Regions from separate parts of the Mus musculus genome. Here regions 1, 2 and 4 are each linked to region 3. A link is a contact called in public HiChIP or PLAC-seq and promoter capture Hi-C data. All regions are on one chromosome and are shown on one strand. Each heading gives the region's core, a stretch centred on a gene start, on an enhancer-like site or on the middle of the called end of the contact. The rest is flanking DNA. Distances are from core to core; before and after follow the strand shown. Region 1 holds the start of Zbtb34 (zinc finger and BTB domain containing 34). Region 2 holds the start of Niban2 (niban apoptosis regulator 2). Region 3 holds the start of Hspa5 (heat shock protein 5). Region 4 overlaps Mvb12b (multivesicular body subunit 12B).

Region 1 (4,768 bases), core at 1,014-3,513, 1.3 Mb before region 3:
TCTTCCCGTAGCCTTAGACTTAAGAATGACATGTTTTCTTCTTTCCTGATTAGGAATAAACACTAACATTTTACAGAATTTATTCTGTGCTTTCTGCATCAGAGAAGAAAACTGAAATCATCCACCTGGCAATGCAGCATTAAATACCAGTAGTTACAGAGGACAGAACAAGCTCATAACGACTAACAGCTTCTCCTTTAAGAAAAAAAATTTGTTTACCAACAAAAATCAGGAGCCACACGAGGAACTATTCTCAAATCTCCAGTTCCAGCATGAGGCAGCAAGCATAAGTCTGAAAGAAGCATTACCATACATGCTGTGCCTTCACACAAAACTCCTGCTCTGGCTGCGCCAGGACAAGCTCGATAACCAAGCAAGCTTGCTCTGGAGTCCCAGTGCCACAAAGGCATGGGGGTAGGGCGGTGAGGGAACACCCTCTGGAGGAAGTGTATCTTCAGCAGGGGCTTGAAGGAAGTGAAATGGAGAATGTGCTCGCTCAGAGGCCTGGAACAGCCCTACAGGCAGTCCTAAGCTGGCCAAACTTGGAGAACAGAGGCCAAAAAAAGGTTAGGTTCAGGTGAGAGGGAAAAAGCCAAACCGTGGAGACCCTTGAAAGGGGGTTGGAGAAGTAGCAAAGACTGGACAGCGTGAAGCAAGCAGAAAGGATACTCACTGTTCAGCTCTCAACATGGCTCTGACTGCCATGGCCCCCTAGCTCACTATTCCTATGTCCTAGCCTCTATTCCTTCCACCTCTAGCAACCCTGGTCTCTTCTTGGAATATGCCTGCCTTTAGAATAGTTTCAACTTTGGCCTAGTGTTCAAGATCTTTCAGGAACCAAGCCTAATCAACCTTTCCTACGCCTCCTCTCCCATCTTACCCCTCCTCGGCCAGGAAGCTGCACTAATCACTAACTCCATAGGATCCTTTTTTCCCTATCTGAATCCTACTCCCCTTTAACACACAGTTCAAGTACCACCCTTCGCTGACCTATACCTCTCCTGCTGAATTCCACGGGACGTGGCCTTGTGTCACAGACATCACCTAGTCACAGGCAATGTCTGAACACCCACTGTAAAGCCTTGGAGACTCACTGTACCTTCAACTCCTTTCGTCCACCACTCAACTGCATTTTGACTTTTACTAAGCAAGCACTCTACTATTTTTTTTAAACTTCCTACACTAAGTTTGGCGTTAGCATAAAGGAAGGATGGGGGAGGGTGAAACCTCTGGAGTCAGAGACCAACTAAGAAGCTGTTGCAATAATCCAGATGTGAAGCAAAAACAGCCTAGACTAGGGAACAAAGAGAGAATGGGCAAATACGGACAGCAAAATGTTTGCATGCAAAACGCTCCACGGGAAAACTACGGACGGCAGCAAGGAACGATGAAGGATCAGTAAAGCTATTTCCAAGAAAACCCTTCTGGGAATCATTTTAAACCTCCCCGAGGCAAAGTGCACGAAGTGGTTAAAAAGTCTACATCTGGAGTGGAGGGGGAGACATCGGTAGAACTGCCCAGCGTGTTGAACCAGGCATAGACCTTGCAATGTCAGATATTCACAGCATGAGAGGTCTGTAGGGAGTTCATCTAAACTCTCAGTTCTTACATGGAGAAACTGAGGCCCAGCATGGAATGGGAAAGACTTGCTGAAAACCTCAAGATGGGGCGTCCCAGAATTGAGTAGCCCCCTAACAGTCACCTGGCCTAGGCGAGCAGTATTTTAACACGCCCCCTCCCCAGTCCGTCCTCAGCCCTGCGCCAGTGGCCACGCAGACCACCCAGGCCAAGCTTAACACGCGCCGCCTGTTTACCTGGCACACGGCGATGGCCAGAGGCAGCGGCTCCTGGGCAGCCTCCCGCTGACCCCCGCAAACCGGGCCTGGCTCTCCGGGGACAACGGTCACTAAGACCCCTCGGTACGGGAGGGAGAGCGAGCCGCCCGGGGCGGAGGCTGGAGGGGTGCAGGGCAGCTGCCCCGGGTCGCCACCCCTCGGGGCCAAGCGCCTGGCCTCCGGCAGGTGCCCGGGCCTCAAGACCCCGCCCGGCCGGCCCCGACACTGACCAGGCAGCCTCTCCCCCGTCCCGCCGCGCTCACGGGGGAGGTCGGACAGCCGCCCCACGGGTCGCCCCGACCCTGCCGCCTCTGCCCGCAGCCCGCCAGCCTCACCTGGGCCGCGCGCCGCGTTCACATCGCCCGCCCGCGGCGCCCCCTCCGCCGCCGCCGCCGCCGGCGCCAGGCCCTTCCCCGCCGCTCCCGCTGCCGCCCCTGCCCGCGCCCCCCGCCCCCGGAAGCGCTTCCAGGCCCCGCCCCCTCGGCGCCCGCGCTTCCGGGCAGGCGCGGACCCGGGCGGGTGTCGATATGGCCGGACTTCTCGCGGCGGGCCGGTCGGAATCCCAGCTCCTGGCTAGTGCTGCAGGCCGACCAGTAGACGGGCGGGTAGCTGAACAGCAACCCGGGTTTGGAGCCTGAAATCCCGACTCTGCGGCCCGTGGCCTTCCGCCCGCCTTCTCCTTGGCTCCACCTGCTGGCCGGAGCAGGACTCGACCGTGTGCACCCGGACCCTAAGCCTGTGGAAAGCCCCACACCTACGACCTGCTAAGCCATGCTTTTTAAGTTCTTTATTTCTATTTTTATTATTTTAGGGTCTTGCCTTGAGACAAGGTCTTAAAAAACAGAATTCCACTATATATATAAGGTTGGCCTTCAACTCAAACAGATCTGTGTACCCAGGATTACACTACAAGTGTGAGTCCCCATGCCCAACTACCTGGGCAGCTTTTCTCTTCTGCAAAAAGAAGGCTATCTGGCTTTAAAACAAGATCCCAGCCGGGCAGTGGTGGCACACGCCTTTAATCCCAGCACTTGGGAAGCAGAGGCAGGCAGATTTCTGAGTTCAAGGCCAGCCTGGTCTACAGAGTGAGTTCCAGGACAGCCAGGTCTATAGAAAAACCCTGTCTCGAAAAACCAAATAATAATAATACAAGAACCCACAGGCTGGAGAGATGGCTCAGCAGTTAAGACTGCTGACTGGGATAGCATTTGAAATGTAAATGAAGACAATATCTAATTTAAAAAGACAGCTGACTGTTTAGGTTCAATTCTCAGCACCACATGTCAGGCCTCAATCTGTCTATAACTCCTGTTTTAGAGATCCAACGCCCTTTTCTGGCCTCTCCCAACACTAAGCATGTACGTGGTACCCACACATACATGGAGACAAAACACCCAGCACATACAATAAAAAGGAACAGCTAAAAAGAAGAAGAAAAAGCAAAACAAAACAGACTACCTCGGGCAGGAAGTCTGGGCTTGTTCACAATGTCCACAGCAATGAGATTCTGTTTCCCTGTGAACCCAGCCTGGGGGCTCATCTTTTTTTTTTTTTTTTTTTTTTTTTGTTTTTCGAGACAGGGTTTCTCTGTGTAGCTCTGCTGTCCTGGAACTCACTCTGTAGACCAGGCTGGCCTCGAACTCAGAAATCCACCTGCCTCTGCCTCCCGAGTGCTGGGATTAAAGGCGTGCGTCACCACACCCGGCTGGGGCTCATCATTTTAACTGATTCTTATTGAATGTGTGGGTAACAATCTGGTTTCTCGACGGTGACAGTGCTTGCATGTGTTAAGGACAATGGAGTCTAAAATGTTAAGGATTTGGCCTTCCTGCCAAATGTCTTAAAGGACTGACCATCTATCTACCCTTACTATTTCATACCAGACCACTTGGGCGTCTTTTGTTTGTTTGTTTGTTTGTTTTTCAAGGCAGGGTTTCTCTGTATAGACCTGGCTGTCCTGGAACTCACTCTGTAGACCAGGCTGGCCTCGAACTCAGAAATCCACCTGCCTCTGCCTCCCAAGTGCTGAGATTAAAGGCGTGCACCACCACTGCCCGGCTCACCCTGCAGTCTTATATGACCAGACCGATATCTATGTGGGCAAATGTTGGCGTCCTTAGAGGGCACACAGGACTTTCTCATCAGGATGGACACCTGCTGTGTTCCATCCACCTGCCTCCTACATAAGCAGTAGTAGACCAGCAGGGGGAGCCTGACTCTTAACAGATCCAAGATGTCCACTTACTTCTAGAACCTCACATTATGTGAGAGTTCCTTCACAATGCTGACTCTGGGGAGGAGTTGAATGAACACAAACTTACACACACACACACACACACACACACACACACACACACACACACTTAGCCAGATAGCTCTCTCTTCTTTGGAGGCCTACCTCTGGCACACACACTCACCGCCTGTGTGATGGAGACAGGTGGTAATTCTGACCTGGAGCTTCTCTTCTGTTAAATGGTAATGCTGGGGGTGGGGTGTGATTTGTAGAGTGTCCACCGAGATGGCTTGATGGTTAAGAGCACTGACTGCTCTTCCAGAGGTCCTGAGTTCAATTCCCAGCAACCACATGGTGCCTCACAACCATCTATAATGGGACTTGGTAGGTACCCTCTCCTGGTGTGTCTGAAGGCAGAGACAGTGGACTCACATACATACATACATACAATAAGTAAATCTTTAAAAAAAAAAAGTCCGTAGAGAATATTATGGTTTAAGAGAGAGGCAGGCCCAGGACCAAAGCAGCATTCAGCTCTCAGGCTAATTTTGAGGCAAGGCACTTAATACTGGCCTGTCCATCAGAAGAGGCAGCAATAATACTGGGAAATCCAGGTACTCCATCTCAGCTTCAAATCTGGGTTATAGGATGTAACTATACTTAAATATTCTCACTCCCCCCAAGCTCCCAAACAGTGTCT
Region 2 (4,879 bases), core at 259-2,758, 1.9 Mb before region 3:
AGAACTCCCTCTGTAGATCAGGCTGGCCTCGAACTCAAGAGCTCCACCTACCTCTGCCTCCTGAGTGCTGGGTTAAAGACGAGAGCACCACTAGTTGTCCAGTTTAGCCATTGAACTTTTGAAAGAGGGTCTTCCTATGTGTCTTAGACTGGCCTCAAACTTGCTTTGCAGCTTGTTTAGGCTGACCTCAACATCTTATCATTTATTTGTTTATATGTACATGTGTTTTCCTGCATGAATTTATTCACCCCAGGTGAGTATAGTAGCTTGTAGAGGCAGAAGTAGTAGTCAGATACCCGGGAAATGTAGTTATAGGCATTTGTGAACTGCCTGATGTGGGTGCCAGGAAAGGACCGGAGTGCTCTTGCAAGAGTAGTAAGAGCTCTTACCGCTAAGCTAAGCCGTCTCGCCAGCCCCACAGCCTCAGATCTGTCCTCCCTACTGCATGCACCCCTACACTTAAGCACAGCATCTTGCAGGAGGCTTAGCAAATGAGTGTTCACCACAGTGGCTGACTGCTGATGGAAAGCATGACAGAGAGTCTGCATCACCTGGTGTGGTGGTGACAGGCCTACAAGACAGGTGCCTAGTTATAGGTAACTGTTACAATCCTGCTGCCAGGTGTCAGGGTTACAGGGAGAGCAGCTAATAACTGGTGGAGCGCATTATAGTGGTGAGCCAAGAGGTGTGAGGGAGCAGCAACACAGCCAGCCCTGGTCACACAGGCAGTGCAGACCAAGTCATCAAATTAGTCTCCTCTACCGGCTTGGGAGGTCCAGAAACCGAAACACCTTCTGTTAGTTACCTACCCATGCCCAGCCCTACTGTACAAGTACCCAGAGTCCGAGGTCCCGGCTTTTCATTTCAGACAGTCTAACAAAGTGCAAAAATAGCCTTCCTGCTTTGCTCTGTTCAGCAAGCCTCCTTCGAATGAAACGCCCACGAGCCGGGCCTGAGGAATGACCTCTTGATGATATCTTTGAGCTCTAACCATGTCCCCCCGCACCCCCCGCCCCATCTCTTCCCCTCCCTTGTCCCTCAGTCTTCCACCCCATACTTGTCCATTTTCCCTCCCCGTCTACCCCTATCTATTGTGCAAGACGGGTTGGCACACCTTCTAGGACAGGTCCGATCAAGGCTAGGGGACTTCCCCAGTGCAAGCAGCTGTGGGCGAGACTGGGGGAAGGGGGCAGGAGGAATGCTGAATTCCCACACGTCCGTCCCGGCGTCCCCTTGTAGTCCCTACATTGTCCTCGGCTTGAGGAGGGGAGAGGAGACGCTTAGGCTACAGCCCCAAGGGCTCTCCGTTTTCTGCGATACCCCCATCAGCCTTTTCTTCGCTGCTATCTGAATTTGAAGCACACCAAGCAGGTCCGTCCCGGGTCTCCTTTCTGGGGATCTTCTCTTTGTCTAAGTCTCCTCGCTGTCTGGAGGTCCCCTCCCGCCTTGGACTGGAGAGGAGGGCGTGGCTCCGACAGGGGCGTGGCCTGGCCTGGCCTGGCGGGGCGGGGCGGGGCGGGCGCCGGGGCTTGGGCGCGGGCTAGAGAGGCAGCAGCGGCCGGAGGGAGGGACGCGGTGGGGATCTCGGTGGGAGCGCAGAGAGAGCAGCCGAGGCGGCAGCGGGGCTGCGGGGCGACGGCGGCAGCGGGGCCTGCGGACTCCATGGCGCCAGCGGCGTCAGTCTGAGTAGCGGCGGGCGGATCCGGCCGCGTCTTCTCCTCGCCATGGGAGACGTACTGTCCACACACCTGGATGACGCACGGCGCCAGCACATCGCAGGTGAGCACCGCTCAGCGCCCGGCCGGCCTGGGGCTCCCCGGGCACCCCGGGCCACGCCTCCGATCTCATGGGGAGCGGTACTCGAGAGTCAAGGCCCAGGTCGGGACGAGAGCCGGCCAGACCCTTACTCTTCCTCCGAACTTGTTCTCTCTCGGTCTGGACGGCCCTTCCAGGCCCTTCTGTATGCTCCTTTCACCCTTTGAGGAGCCTGGGATCCCATTTCTCTACTGGATCCCACTGCTCCCCTTGGAGCCCAGCCTGGCCAGAACCATGCACTTACAGGCGTGGCGGAGGGGTCGCGCCCCCCATCTTTCCCAACAACGTTCCAAGCCTAACCTCTACTCTGGACTCTGCCCCACAGAGTCAGACCTTCCAGACTCCCCCCTCAGCTGCCTTGTTCCTCCTCGCCCTGGCCTCAGTCCGGGTACACGTGGCTGAAGCTTACAGGGGGATGGGCCCTTAGAGAGCCGGGGACCGAATGTGGAGAGTGGGGCTAAGGAGAGATGGGGTGCCCTTGAAGGGGCGGGTCCCTGTCTTTGGGCTTTACCTCAGCAGAGTGCTGGCACTACAGCCTAGGGGGTCTGTTTATGGCCAGAGCTGGTTCTCTCAGAGCCAGAGTTCAGTCTCTCAGTACCTCTCAGTACCTTCCTTCTGCCAGCCTTGCTCTCAGCCTGTCACTGCGCGGTGGACACTTCTCTAGAGGGAGTTGCTCCCAAGTCTGTGGAGTGCAGGATCCTGGGCTCATTGTAGGGAGTGGGAGATGGGGTGAGAATCTCAGGCTATCCCAAAACAAAGCTTGGCTGACCACAGGCAAGTCAGGCCTGGCGGTCCTGAATGTAATTTCAGCTTCTCTCCCAAGTGTGTGATCCTGAGCCAGTCTCTTTTGTTTTGGTTTTCCCAGCCAGGGTCTCACCATGTAGTTGTGGCTGTAGACCTGGCTGGCTTCGAATTCGTAGAGAGCCACTTGCCTCTGCCTTCCAAGTGCTGGGATTAAAGGCCTGGGGCACCACTGCCCTGCTTGAGCCAGTCACAATGTCCAAGAGCTTCGGTGTTGCCTTCCTAAGGGGCGGGTGTTGACTTCTTGGGATGGCTGCTGAGAGCTTAGTGAGCTTTGCTTAGTACAGGAGGCCCTGAGACCTGGCGTGCCAACCAGCTGGGTTTATCAGAGCACAGGAAGAGGAGACAGTTCCTTTGGTTTCATTTGTCTCCCTGTTCATTGAGTGTGGTGTCCCTACATTATCTTGATGTCCTGTTGGGTGCTTGGCTATATTTCCCCTTGATAGCAGGGACCCTAGAATAAGGCAGGTGTCCCCACTTCCAGGGCTTCACTGTGGCCGGGCACAAAGAAGGTGCCAAAGAAGGACTATCCAGTCACTTGGCCAGGCCTGGAGTTGGGGACAGGATGGGTGATATAGACCATTTCTCACCTCTGAACAGCTAGGGGTTAAGTCCTGGAAGGCCTCCTTGTAGGACAAGGCCTGGGCTCAGGAAGGGCAGGGCGGAGTCTTCCTGTCCCTTCCCTGTTGGTGGCAACCTCCTGGGGTTCTGTAACAGTCTCTCCATTCAGAGCCTCCTCTCAGGCTCTCAGCAAGCATGGGTGGGGTGTGCCCTACTTCAGTGGTTTTTTTTTTTTTTTTTTCTTTTCCCCACACCCAGATCTCCCACCTTCCCAAGTCTTAGGCTGAGAACCCACCCCTGACCTCCTGGCCAACTCCCTGAGTGGAGCCGAAGCCAGGGGACCGAAGCCAGGGGACGGTGGAGTGGCCCCTTCCGGAGAGGGCTGAGTTTGTTTTGTGGATACAGGCTGGGGAGAATAGGGTTGTGCCCACTCAACCTGCTTACCTTTCCTCCAAACACTTGAAAGTGCTATTAATAATCCCTCTTCAGATGCCCTAGATCCCAGGGCAGGCTCGCCAGGGAGGCTCCTGAGTGTAAGGGTGGGTGCTACAAGAAGGTAGTCCAACAGAGAGAGAGAGAGAGAGAGAGAAAGAGAGAGAGAGAGAGAGAGAACGAACTAATTTCCTTAAGAATTTGTTGGAGGGAAATGGGGTTGTGACTTTGCCACCTCCAGCCACCCATTCAGTCCCCTCACCCCACCCAGCAGGTACATGATTAAGATTCCAGAGCCCTCCCTCCCTGTGGAAGTGTCAGCTGTGAGAACACCCCTCCCACAGGGCCCTAAGCTCCCAGGCCTGTTAGGGTGCTAAGGCTTGGCTGGCCACCTTCCACCCTCCCTTAGCAGGTGAGCAGGTGAATACCAGCCTGCAAGTCCTGGCAAAGGTCAGGCGTGCTCTTACCCAGGGTGCAGGTTTGCTGCCCCGGCATCTTTCATCCTGAGATTTCAAAGCCTCTGGCAAGCAAGGACTTGTTCCAACCCAGTGCTGGAGATGCTGGTAGCAGGGTGGTTTCTGCACATTTAGTACGGAAGGGGCCTGAGAGCAATTGAGCCTGTGTCACCTAGGGGCTGCTTGTTTTCTCTAGATCTCAGTTTCCCTAGATCTGAACAGAATGGGGTGTGGCACCTGGTGGCTGAGGTGCCTTCTAGCTCCAAGGGTCTAACAATTCCTTACAAACTTTGACCGGAGCAAGGTGTTAGCTGGCTCACCTTGGGCCAGCATCTCTTTTTTAGATTTATTAATTTTATATGTGTGAATGTTTTGCTCCCATATATGTCTCTGCATGGAATGTGTTCCTGGTTAGAAGAGGGTGGGCATCAGATCCCCTGTGGCTGGAGTTATAGGTGGTGGTGAGCTGCCATGTGGGTCCTGGGAACCCACCCATGTCCTCGGCAGGAACAACTGCTCCTAACCCTGGAGTGCTCTCTCCAGCCTACCCCCCTTTTCTTTGTAAGTTCTCCACCACTGATCACATCTCACATCTTTTCTATATTACTTATTTTGGGATAGTTTTACTAAATTTCCCAGGTTGCCTTGAATTCAGTTTGTAGCCCAGGCAGGACTTGAATCTAAACTCTTTTTGTTTCTCTCTCGGACTCCTGACTAGCTGGGATTACAGGCCTGTGCCACCAAACCCTCCCGCCCCCACAATTTACTGAGGGCTGGATCTCAGTTTTCTTATCAGTGAGATGGGAGTCGCAATG
Region 3 (4,590 bases), core at 1,516-4,015:
AAACCTAGCATTTTGGGGGTGCGGCAGGAAGATTAAAAAGTTCAGGGCTAGCCTTAACTACGTGGAGTACTAGAGGTAAGCCTGGTCTACAAGAGCCCATCTGAACCTAACCCAAACTTAAGTTAGTAAGATACTCTGTGTGTGTGTGTAAGAGAGAGCCAGAGACAGACATAGACTAGAGATTGAGAATAGAGCTGTATTTTACTTTTGAACAAGGTTTTCACTAAATTTCCCAGGCTGACCTTGAATTCACTCTGTAGTTCAGTTACACATAGAATTTGTGATCCTCTTGCCTCAGACTCTTGAATACTGGGGCTACAGGCCTGTGACACTAGGTTGGGCTTAGGCATCAAGTTTCTAAATGTTAGAAAAATTAGTTGTAAGCATTTCCTCCATTAATCAAGAGACAGAATGAGGGCTGGAGAGATGGTTTAGTAGTTATGAGCACTGATTGCTCTTCCAAAGGTCCTGAGTTCAAATCCCAGCAACCACATGGTGGCTCACAACCATCTGTAATGAGATCTGATGCCCTCTTCTGGGGTGTCTGAAGACAGCCTACAGTGTACTTACATAAAATAAATAAATAAATCTTTTTTAAAAAAAAAGAGAGACAGGATGAAACTGAAATTTGATTTTAGTGTAAACTGACTGCTGTAATATATATACAGACAAGCTTGAAATGACATGAAGTTGTAATGTGGTCAAGTAGTGATTTCCATTTTTCCCCCCTTTGAGGTAGGGTCTCAACATGTAGCCTTGGCTGTCTTTGTACTAACCAGGCTGGCCTCTAACTCAGAGAGATCCCCTGCTTCTGCCTCCTACGTGCTGAGACTAAAGGTGTGCACCAGTAGATTGGGCTTAGTGATTCTATCTTAATACTAGTCTGATGCAACCCAAAGGAAGATCAATGTTATGACAGTATTACAAGCCTGACTGAAAGAGCTGTGTGATGCAACTTCTATAGCAAGGATGGAGTTGACTGAGTCACTAATCTTTGAGGAATGAGAAAGGAAAAAAATTCCTGAACACTGATTCATAGGCTCAACATTTTAGTGACTGTGCGTGTGATGTTTTAGTAGTATTTGCACAGTGTACTTATGAAGCTCAGAATACATTTAATAGGAATACTGGAGTCATTTCCTGCCTGTAATAAATGGCCCAAGTAGCCTTCATAAGCATGTCTATAAGGACTTGGGGTGCAGAGATGGTGGACCTGAGAGTTCAAGGCCAGCCTGGTGGACATGTTGAGCTCCAGGCCTGGAGACAGATGTCAGTTGTGTAGCATGCATAGATGCAAGTCCCATGGTAGTACATGCCTATGCCTGAAGTTCTCAGCACTTGGGAGGTATAGATAGAAGAAACAGAAGTTCAAAGTCATTTGCTACACAGTTTGAAGACTGGGGGTGCATGAAATTTGTCTTTAAACAACAAAAAAGGGTGGTGGTGGTGGGAATCAATAGTATAAATTATGGAGTAAAATCAACCGGGTTATTAACTATATTCTCAGCACTTATCAATCGACCATTCTAGCTATTTAATCGCTCTTGGTCTCAATGGTCTCTTCTGGAAAATGGGAAAAATGTACCAAGACTTGAATATGAATAAATGACACATGGAAAACACATAGGAGGATCAGTAGTTATAGACCAGCTTGGGCCTGTGTACAATGCCTCTCAAAATACATAAAACAAAACAATGAAGTACATAATAAGCTCAAGTAGTAACTTGTTTTGTTTGTCCCCCAACATACTATTATAAAAGAGTAAAGCATCAGCAAGACTTTTTTGTCTGCTAAACGTCTTTAGCATTATCAGCCCTATTCCAAGAGTCGAATAGGGTGGTGTCAAGAAGGAAGAGGGAAAGAGGAAGGACTTATAAATAATAACCAGTGTCATAAATGGAAATGCTATGCTAGAACAGGTTAGCGAACAATAAGGCGCTACGAGAGAGAGAGAGAGAGAGAGAGAGAGAGAGAGAGAGAAGAAAAGATACATCTCATGGTGGAAAGTGCTCGTTTGACCATAGTACTGAATCTCCGCGGCGGAGAAAGGGAATAGGTTACAATTGGCCAGGCCAATCCTGGGACTTAACCCCGGCAAAGGGAAGATTCGAAAGGCCTGGAAAGACACATACGGCTAGCCTTGGGGTGAAGGAGAAACACGGTTAGCTGAGAAGCACCAGGATTCTCAGCGAGGCAGAATCCAGATCAGGCCCCAGCTCGAGACGTGCAGGCCGGGCGAGTAACAGGGCCTGGACTCTGGGACATCCGAGAACGTGTGGAGGCTGGGGAGGGCGATCACAGCTGAGGCCGGGCAGCTCAGGACGCGGGGAATCGAGGAGGAGAAAGGCCGCGTACTTCTTCAGAGTGAGAGACAGAAAAGGAGACCCCGAGGGAACTGACACGCAGACCCCACTCCAGTCCCCGGGGGCCTGGCGTGAGGGGAGGACCTGAACGGTTACCGGCGGAAACGGTCTCGGGGTGAGAGGTCACCCGAAGGACAGGCAGCTGCTGAACCAATAGGACCAGCGCTCAGGGCGGATGCTGCCTCTCATTGGTGGCCGTTAAGAATGACCAGTAGCCAATGAGTCAGCCCGGGGGGCGTAGCAATGACGTGAGTTGCGGAGGAGGCCGCTTCGAATCGGCAGCAGCCAGCTTGGTGGCATGGACCAATCAGCGGCCTCCAACGAGTAGCGACTTCACCAATCGGAGGCCTCCACGACGGGGCTGTGGGGAGGGTATATAAGGCGAGTCGGCGACGGCGCGCTCGATACTGGCCGAGACAACACTGACCTGGACACTTGGGCTTCTGCGTGTGTGTGAGGTAAGCGCCGCGGCCTGCTGCTAGGCCTGCTCCGAGTCTGCTTCGTGTCTCCTCCTGACCCCGAGGCCCCTGTCGCCCTCAGACCAGAACCGTCGTCGCGTTTCGGGGCCACAGCCTGTTGCTGGACTCCTAAGACTCCTGCCTGACTGCTGAGCGACTGGTCCTCAGCGCCGGCATGATGAAGTTCACTGTGGTGGCGGCGGCGTTGCTGCTGCTGGGCGCGGTGCGGGCCGAGGAGGAGGACAAGAAGGAGGATGTGGGCACGGTGGTCGGCATCGACTTGGGGACCACCTATTCCTGGTAAGTGGTATCCGTCGAAGGAGGAGGGGGTGGGGAGGAGTGGGGCGTGGCCTCCGGGGCCAGCGTGAGAAAGTGAGGTGCTGATTCCTTTTCTGTGGGGTTTCCCCGTCAGCGTCGGTGTGTTCAAGAACGGCCGCGTGGAGATCATAGCCAACGATCAGGGCAACCGCATCACGCCGTCGTATGTGGCCTTCACTCCTGAAGGGGAGCGTCTGATTGGCGATGCGGCCAAGAACCAACTCACGTCCAACCCCGAGAACACGGTCTTCGATGCCAAGCGCCTCATCGGACGCACTTGGAATGACCCTTCGGTGCAGCAGGACATCAAGTTCTTGCCATTCAAGGTCGGACCCGTTTTTTTTTTCTCATGCTAATGGGGCGGCTGGGGTGATAGGAGTATTTAGGGGTTGCCACTTGGCCAAAAACACTGTTCAAAGGACTTAAAAGAATGTGTTCGGAATTTATGTAACGGTTTTACATCTAGTCGTTTTTAGTGTGTTATAAAACATGACACACTGTTAACAATGTCTAGAAGTTGAAACAGACTAAAACTGTCGATCTATCTACAATACAGCTGTGCTCAGTTTTAGTTGTGATTTCCCCCTAAGGGACAGAGATGAATCAAGCTATGGGAGGGAGGAAATGGATTTTTTTTTTTAAATCGTTTGTGGTGTCATTGTTTCCTCTTCGGAAAAATTACCTTTAAATTACTTTATGCCATAGGTGGTTGAAAAGAAAACTAAACCGTACATTCAAGTTGATATTGGAGGTGGGCAAACCAAGACATTTGCCCCAGAAGAAATTTCTGCCATGGTTCTCACTAAAATGAAGGAGACTGCTGAGGCGTATTTGGGAAAGAAGGTGAATAACGTGTGAAACAGTGTTGAGTGTTTGATTGCTGTTGCTCCCCCTCGATGACTTGTGTAGGGAAGCCTTCATGGTTTGAAACCTTTCAATTTTTTTTTAAAGATTTATTTATTATTATACATAATTTCACTGTAGCTGACTTCAGACACACCAGAAGAGAGTGTCAGATCTCATTATGGGTGGTTGTGAGCCACCATGTGGTTGCTGGGATTTGAACTCAGGACCTTCGGAAGAGCAGTCAGTGCCCTTACCTGCCGAGCCATCTCACCAGCCCCAGAAACCTTTCAATCTTAACTTTTAGTGATTTAGTGTTTTGTGGGAGGTCAAGGTATATGCTAGTCAGCCTTTATGAGTTACCACTGCTTAATTCTAATGACAAAAGCGTATGATATAGCAGTAAACTGACTTAGAAACTGTTGTGGCTTGACTAGTTGATAAGAGTGACAGAAGTGAGAACACCATGTACTTCAATCATCTTTAAGTATGATTGCACGGTTGTCCTTCTAGGTTACCCATGCAGTTGTTACTGTACCAGCTTACTTCAATGATGCCCAGCGACAAGCAACCAAAGATGCTGGCACTATTGCTGGACTGAATGTCA
Region 4 (4,711 bases), core at 2,092-4,591, 1.0 Mb before region 3:
GGGTCCAAGGAGGAACCACAAAGACCATGGTAGGATAAATCTTTGTATGCTAAGACTGCTTTGCCACATATCCACAGCATTGAGGGGCCAGCCTGGGGTGGGGAGGGGGTCATGGCCTCCTGGAAGGTGTGCCTGTGGCCAATTACTTCATCCTTTCTTCTGCTACAAAAGGAGAAAGTGAGTGAGATTTCTGCTTTTGTGATGGAGTATGGGGCTGGAAGTGCCTAAATCAGCAGCCACCTTGACTGCTGTCTCTATAGAACAGTGTCAGGTCTAAGGAGTTCCCGGGGTCTGCAGTATACAGGGAAGCGTCAGGTGGACTTCAGATCTTTGGCAGTGATGGAGAAGGGGATCCCTGTCCATCAGGTCAAAGGGGCGAATGGGGCAGTTTTGCATATTAATGGGGCTCTGAATCCGATGGACAGTGGGACATTTCTTGGCGAATATACAGGCCAAGAAGGTCAGTTGGAGGTCCGGAGAAGCCTGTGAGACACACGAGCCTCCCTGTCGGTGAAGCTGCAGGCTCCTTCCGAGTACACCAGCTCTGTATTTCCTAGGAGTAGCAAAAGCCAGGCTTTCTGCAGCCTCGCCAGCAGGGAAAGCCTGAGAGCCCCACAGAACCCAGGAGCTGTGGTCAAAGTGCTGTGGTGGGGATAGGGCTGGTGTCTGCACAGGGCCAGGGGGTCCTGGGGGGGGGGGCGCGGGGGAGGCTGGAGGGTGGCTCTGGAGTCCAAACTGGCTGCCTCATGGTACGGGATGGGTCAATCTTGTCTGTCTGTCAGCCTGCCTGTCTGCTTGCCTGCCTGCTTGCCTACCTACCTATTCAGTTAGATATCTATAGAGAGTATGTGAGTGTGAGGGCGGCTTTCAGGAGCTGGGTCTCTTTCCACCTTGTTGAGGCAGGTTTCTCTCATTTCTGCTATGCTTTGCACTCCAGGCCGACAGGCTATGGCTCCCATCTCTTAGGGGTGCTAGGGTTACACACGAATGCCACTGTATCCGGTCTTTTTCTGTGAATCCCTGGGACCGAATTCCAGTGATTGGACTTGTGCCACAGGCCTTTTACGTGCTGAGGCATCTGGACACCCCGTCACCTTTACTTTAAAAGCCTGTTAAAGTGGCCTGGGCAGGCCCTTCTGGCCTGGCTGCAGGGGGATTAAGCAGAGAAGTGCTTGGAAGAGCTTAACGCTGAGCTTGGCCTGCATCCGGGGCCTTGAGTGCTCCGCTGAATTGGCAGCAACATATTTGTGAGGGCGAACTTGGGACAGGGCCACCAAATTAGACCCTGAGCTCCTGGGGCTGTGCTACCAGTAGCCACAAAACAGTTTGGCTGTGCTGGAGACGCCAGCCTGCGTGGTGTGAGGACGGGGCTGCCTGCCCGCCTGGCCCAGGAGCCAGCAGAGGTCCAGCTGTTGCATCATTAGGCTCTAACTATTCCACTAAACTTTCTCAACTGGAGCTGGTGAGCAGGGCAGAGCAGCCTCTCCCAGGGAGCATGGGGGAGAGTGCCAGCGTCTCCATGGCAACACAGCCAAGTGGCTCCGCTGAAGTTCCTCAGGCTTCCTGTGTCACGTCAGGAGCATTTTTCAAGATTAAGCGCTTACCAGAAGGGTTCAGAGGAGGCCTATTATATTTCATAAAAATGGAAACAACAGAGCAGGTTGGATCGCCAGCCGGGTGGTTTTAAACTGGGTCCAAGAAAAACACTGAAGGGGTCTTTAGCTGGGCCAAACTAGGGCCGTGGTGTTTAGTGATGCCTCAAAGCAATCTTCTGCAGGAAGGATAAAAGCCAGAAACAAGTTTAGTGACCCAGCACACCTCAGGCTTGCATAGCTGAGAGAGGGGTGAAGGGTGTCCTGAGGACCAGGCACTATCGGAGGTGTGACTCCAGGAGGGGATGTTGCTCAGGACAGGGCCCTGGCTGTGGCTGGCACTGCTCATGGTCTGGCTACTGGCCTCTGCTCTTGGCTGGCTTACCCAACCCTCTACCATTCAGGAGGGCTTAGGGCTCAATGTGGGCAAAGTATAGGCAGAGGCATTGGCCCTCCGTGCCATAGTGGAGCATGCAGTGTGCACACAGAATACAGCAATGACAGTGGGAACTACGGCCAACTCCATCACCATGAAGAAAAATCAAGGCCACATGTGGTGGCACAGCACTAGGGAGGAGATCTCTGAGTCCAGTGACAGCCTGATCTGTATAGTGAGTGCCAGACCAGCCAGAGCTCTATGTCTCAAGAAAACCCATTAAGCCTGGGCAGTGCATGTTTTAATCTTAGCTCTCAGGAGGCAGAGGCAGATGCATCTCTGCAAGGACAAGGCTGGCTTGGTGCACAAAGCTAGGCCAGCAGGGCTGCATTGTGAGACCCAGTCTCAGCCAGCCGGCGGGCCAGCTAGACATAGCTAAGCGTAGCTCATGTACACGGAAGCTACAGGATTTCAGGTTGGGGTGGGAGAGGAGGAGGGGGTCATACATAAAACTTACACTTTCTGGAATGCAGGAAAACTTCTCTGAAATCATAAAAGGCACACCATCCATTGCTGCAAGAGAAGAGAGGAGAGGAAGGCACTCAAGACATGGTTGCTGTCCAAGACTCTTAGATGCAAGTACAGAGGACCAGTGAGCATCTGGCTGGAGGCAGCTGCTACCCAGGGCACGTGGCTGGGAGCTAGAGTGGGACAGGACAGGGTGTCCCCTGTTCTCAGTGACTACATCCGACCCAGAGATGCAGATGTCTGCACGACTCCTCTGAGTATAGGCAGTCAGTCAGGGTATGCCCAGGGCTGGTGTGGAAGCCCTTTCCTACCCTGGGCCGGGAGTCTGACCTATATCATAAATGATGACAGCAGGAAGAAGTGGTGCGTGAGTGGGAGGAAGCTGGCAGAGGCATGTTTTTGTTCATTTTCTTGGCCAAGCCACAGATCCCCTGGGTGGTGTTGGGTGCTCATTGGCCTCCATGGAAAGACAAGTAGTTCGGTGGTCAGATGGCTAGGCCTGAGTCCTGGCCTGGACTTGCAGTGAGCATCTGAAGTCATGTATAAAAGACGTTTGGCTAATGGCAGGGAGGTGTGTGCTCTGAGTCTGCAGGGAATGTGCCCAGGCCTGGAAGAGTGAGCTCAGTGTGTATGTGGGAGGGGCGGGGGGGGGGGGACTACAACACGTGCTCACAGTCACTGATTCTTTGTCATGGCTTCAGGGCTGAATTAAGACTTGCCCCTGTGCTTAGTTTCCATAGGACATGAGGAAGGATGTGGACCAAGCAGCCTGTGTGAGAGAAGTGCGGGGCCTGGGAAGCCACTTCCTTCCTGTATGTACCATGTGCCTTGCAATCCATCTGTGTCTAGATCTCCACCGCCAAACTGGTGGCAGTATTGCCACAGAGGAGGAACATGTGGTGCAGGCCCTCACAGTGTCACCCGTGAACAGAGAACCCGGCTGCTGACTGAGCTGAGGCAAAACTCAGTGTCCAGATCTGGCCCTTAGTGCAGGGACCTGCAGCCTGCAGTAAGAGGGTGGTTTGTTGTAGACTGTGATTTTGGAGTGGACATTGTGCACCCCACCCCCAAATGTTTCCTAAAATGAAGGCTTCCCTGGTATTCAAACACTGGGGCCAGCTTTCAGGGCTGGGGAAGAGGAAAAGTAGAAGTAGAAAAAAGAACGCGGGAGGAAGGGATGAAACCCGGTCCAGTGTCTGCTGTGATGGGCTATACATGTATGTTAGGCTGTGTCCATAATGACCACAGGGAAGAGGGCCGGCCTGCACTCTGGGCCCTCTCTCTATGGGCTACTTCCTGTGTGAGCTTTCCATGCTCAACAAACACCTGTGGCAGGGGCCATCTCCCACTGCAGCTGGGCCCTAGAACCCAGAAGAGAAGGCTAATGTCACAGGTTTGTGATATTAACACAGGAAGGAGGGCCCACGTTGTGACATCCTAGCACCACCTGAGAATCTGCCACAACACACATAGTCCCACCAATGAAGAATCCTTGGAAAGCCACAAGCTTGTCAGAGAGGGAGGCAGGCAAGTCCCATCAACATGCAGAGAGAGGCCATACCAGCCTGCCACCAACCATCCAATGTAAGCTCTAAGCTTCTGTTCACTCCACACAGCATTTGCGTGCTATGGCCTCAGATGCTTGCAGGGCCCCGTGCCACTTCTGATCGTTTTTTGAGATGGCCAAGCAGAGCTCCAGAGTTTGGAGCCTCCCGAGGTCAATCAGGGAGGAAGGAGTAACTTAGAAGCCTTGACTTATGAGACTTGGACAAGGACAACAGAATTTCACCTACACATGGGTAAGGGAGCATGCAGATTACTGCTCCTGCCCCTGTGCAGAGCAAACGGAGCTTCTCTGTACCAACTTCTATAGTGAAGTCCTCACCCGCAGCCTTAAGGGAGCTCTGCAGCCTACTGGCTGTCGGAGGGGAGAGTGTTTCATGTTGTAAGAAACGTAAGGCCGCACGATGGTGGCCACCAGGATGCTGGTGGCAGAGATGTAAGCCCCTTGTGCCCGGACCTGACTGCAAGGAGGCATTTGGTAAAGTGACTGAGGTGGGGACTTACAATAGGAGGCTGGGCAGTCACACACAGCTCGCATGCACTACAGGACACTACATCTTAGCCCATCTGCTACAGGGGAGAGGCTCAAGAACAGCACAGAGCTCCTAACAGCACAGGGCACCCTGAAGCAGATGTGACCCCCCAGGCCATA

What was found. Promoter capture Hi-C pulls out the DNA fragments that hold promoters and counts their contacts. HiChIP or PLAC-seq counts read pairs in DNA pulled down with a chosen protein or histone mark.
Region 1: a promoter capture Hi-C map of liver shows a contact between it and region 3, with 2.7 times the contacts expected there. The contact joins the promoter of Zbtb34 here to the promoter of Hspa5 in region 3. A contact is called at or near these places in 1 of 39 promoter capture datasets (liver) and 2 of 9 other capture datasets (adipose tissue and liver).
Region 2: a contact with region 3 is called in an HNF4G HiChIP or PLAC-seq map of pancreatic cancer cells. The contact joins the promoter of Niban2 here to the promoter of Hspa5 in region 3. A contact is called at or near these places in 1 of 39 promoter capture datasets (liver) and 2 of 115 datasets of contacts at active chromatin or transcription factors (bone marrow-derived dendritic cells and pancreatic cancer cells).
Region 4: an H3K4me3 HiChIP or PLAC-seq map of embryonic forebrain shows a contact between it and region 3, with 5 times the contacts expected there. The contact joins the enhancer-like site here to the promoter of Hspa5 in region 3. A contact is called at or near these places in 10 of 39 promoter capture datasets (the 3T3-L1 cell line, 3T3-L1-derived adipocytes, the C10 cell line and 6 more) and 8 of 115 datasets of contacts at active chromatin or transcription factors (the NIH/3T3 cell line, the SCID.adh cell line, astrocytes and 5 more).

The regions. Positions count from the first base shown.
Region 1 is chr2:33,429,061-33,433,828 of GRCm38.p6, forward strand. Zbtb34 (zinc finger and BTB domain containing 34) reads right to left here and starts at 2,264. Exons shown (of 3, transcript NM_001085507.1): 1 at 2,171-2,264.
Region 2 is chr2:32,874,626-32,879,504 of GRCm38.p6, forward strand. It overlaps Niban2 (niban apoptosis regulator 2), which reads left to right and starts at 1,509. Exons shown (of 14, transcript NM_146119.2): 1 at 1,509-1,779. The coding sequence starts at 1,725. It overlaps Gm13523 (a long non-coding RNA gene), which reads right to left. Exons shown (of 3, transcript XR_003954026.1): 2 at 3,622-3,723.
Region 3 is chr2:34,769,325-34,773,914 of GRCm38.p6, forward strand. Hspa5 (heat shock protein 5) reads left to right here and starts at 2,766. Exons shown (of 9, transcript NM_001163434.1): 1 at 2,766-2,822; 2 at 2,905-3,122; 3 at 3,235-3,466; 4 at 3,846-3,983; 5 at 4,497-4,590. The coding sequence starts at 2,998.
Region 4 is chr2:33,752,505-33,757,215 of GRCm38.p6, forward strand. Mvb12b (multivesicular body subunit 12B) reads right to left here. Exons shown (of 10, transcript NM_175184.4): 8 at 2,486-2,541. The region is part of intron 2 of Gm52507 (a long non-coding RNA gene); the gene reads left to right. Among named protein-coding and RNA genes, the nearest start is that of Gm52507, 21 kb to the left of the region's middle. Within about 2 kb of position 3,342, at least 198 of the 459 cell types and tissues checked have an H3K27ac peak or open chromatin away from gene starts, as enhancers often do. A contact at or near this core is called in the HPC-7 cell line, the SCID.adh cell line, astrocytes and 2 more, where this site is marked.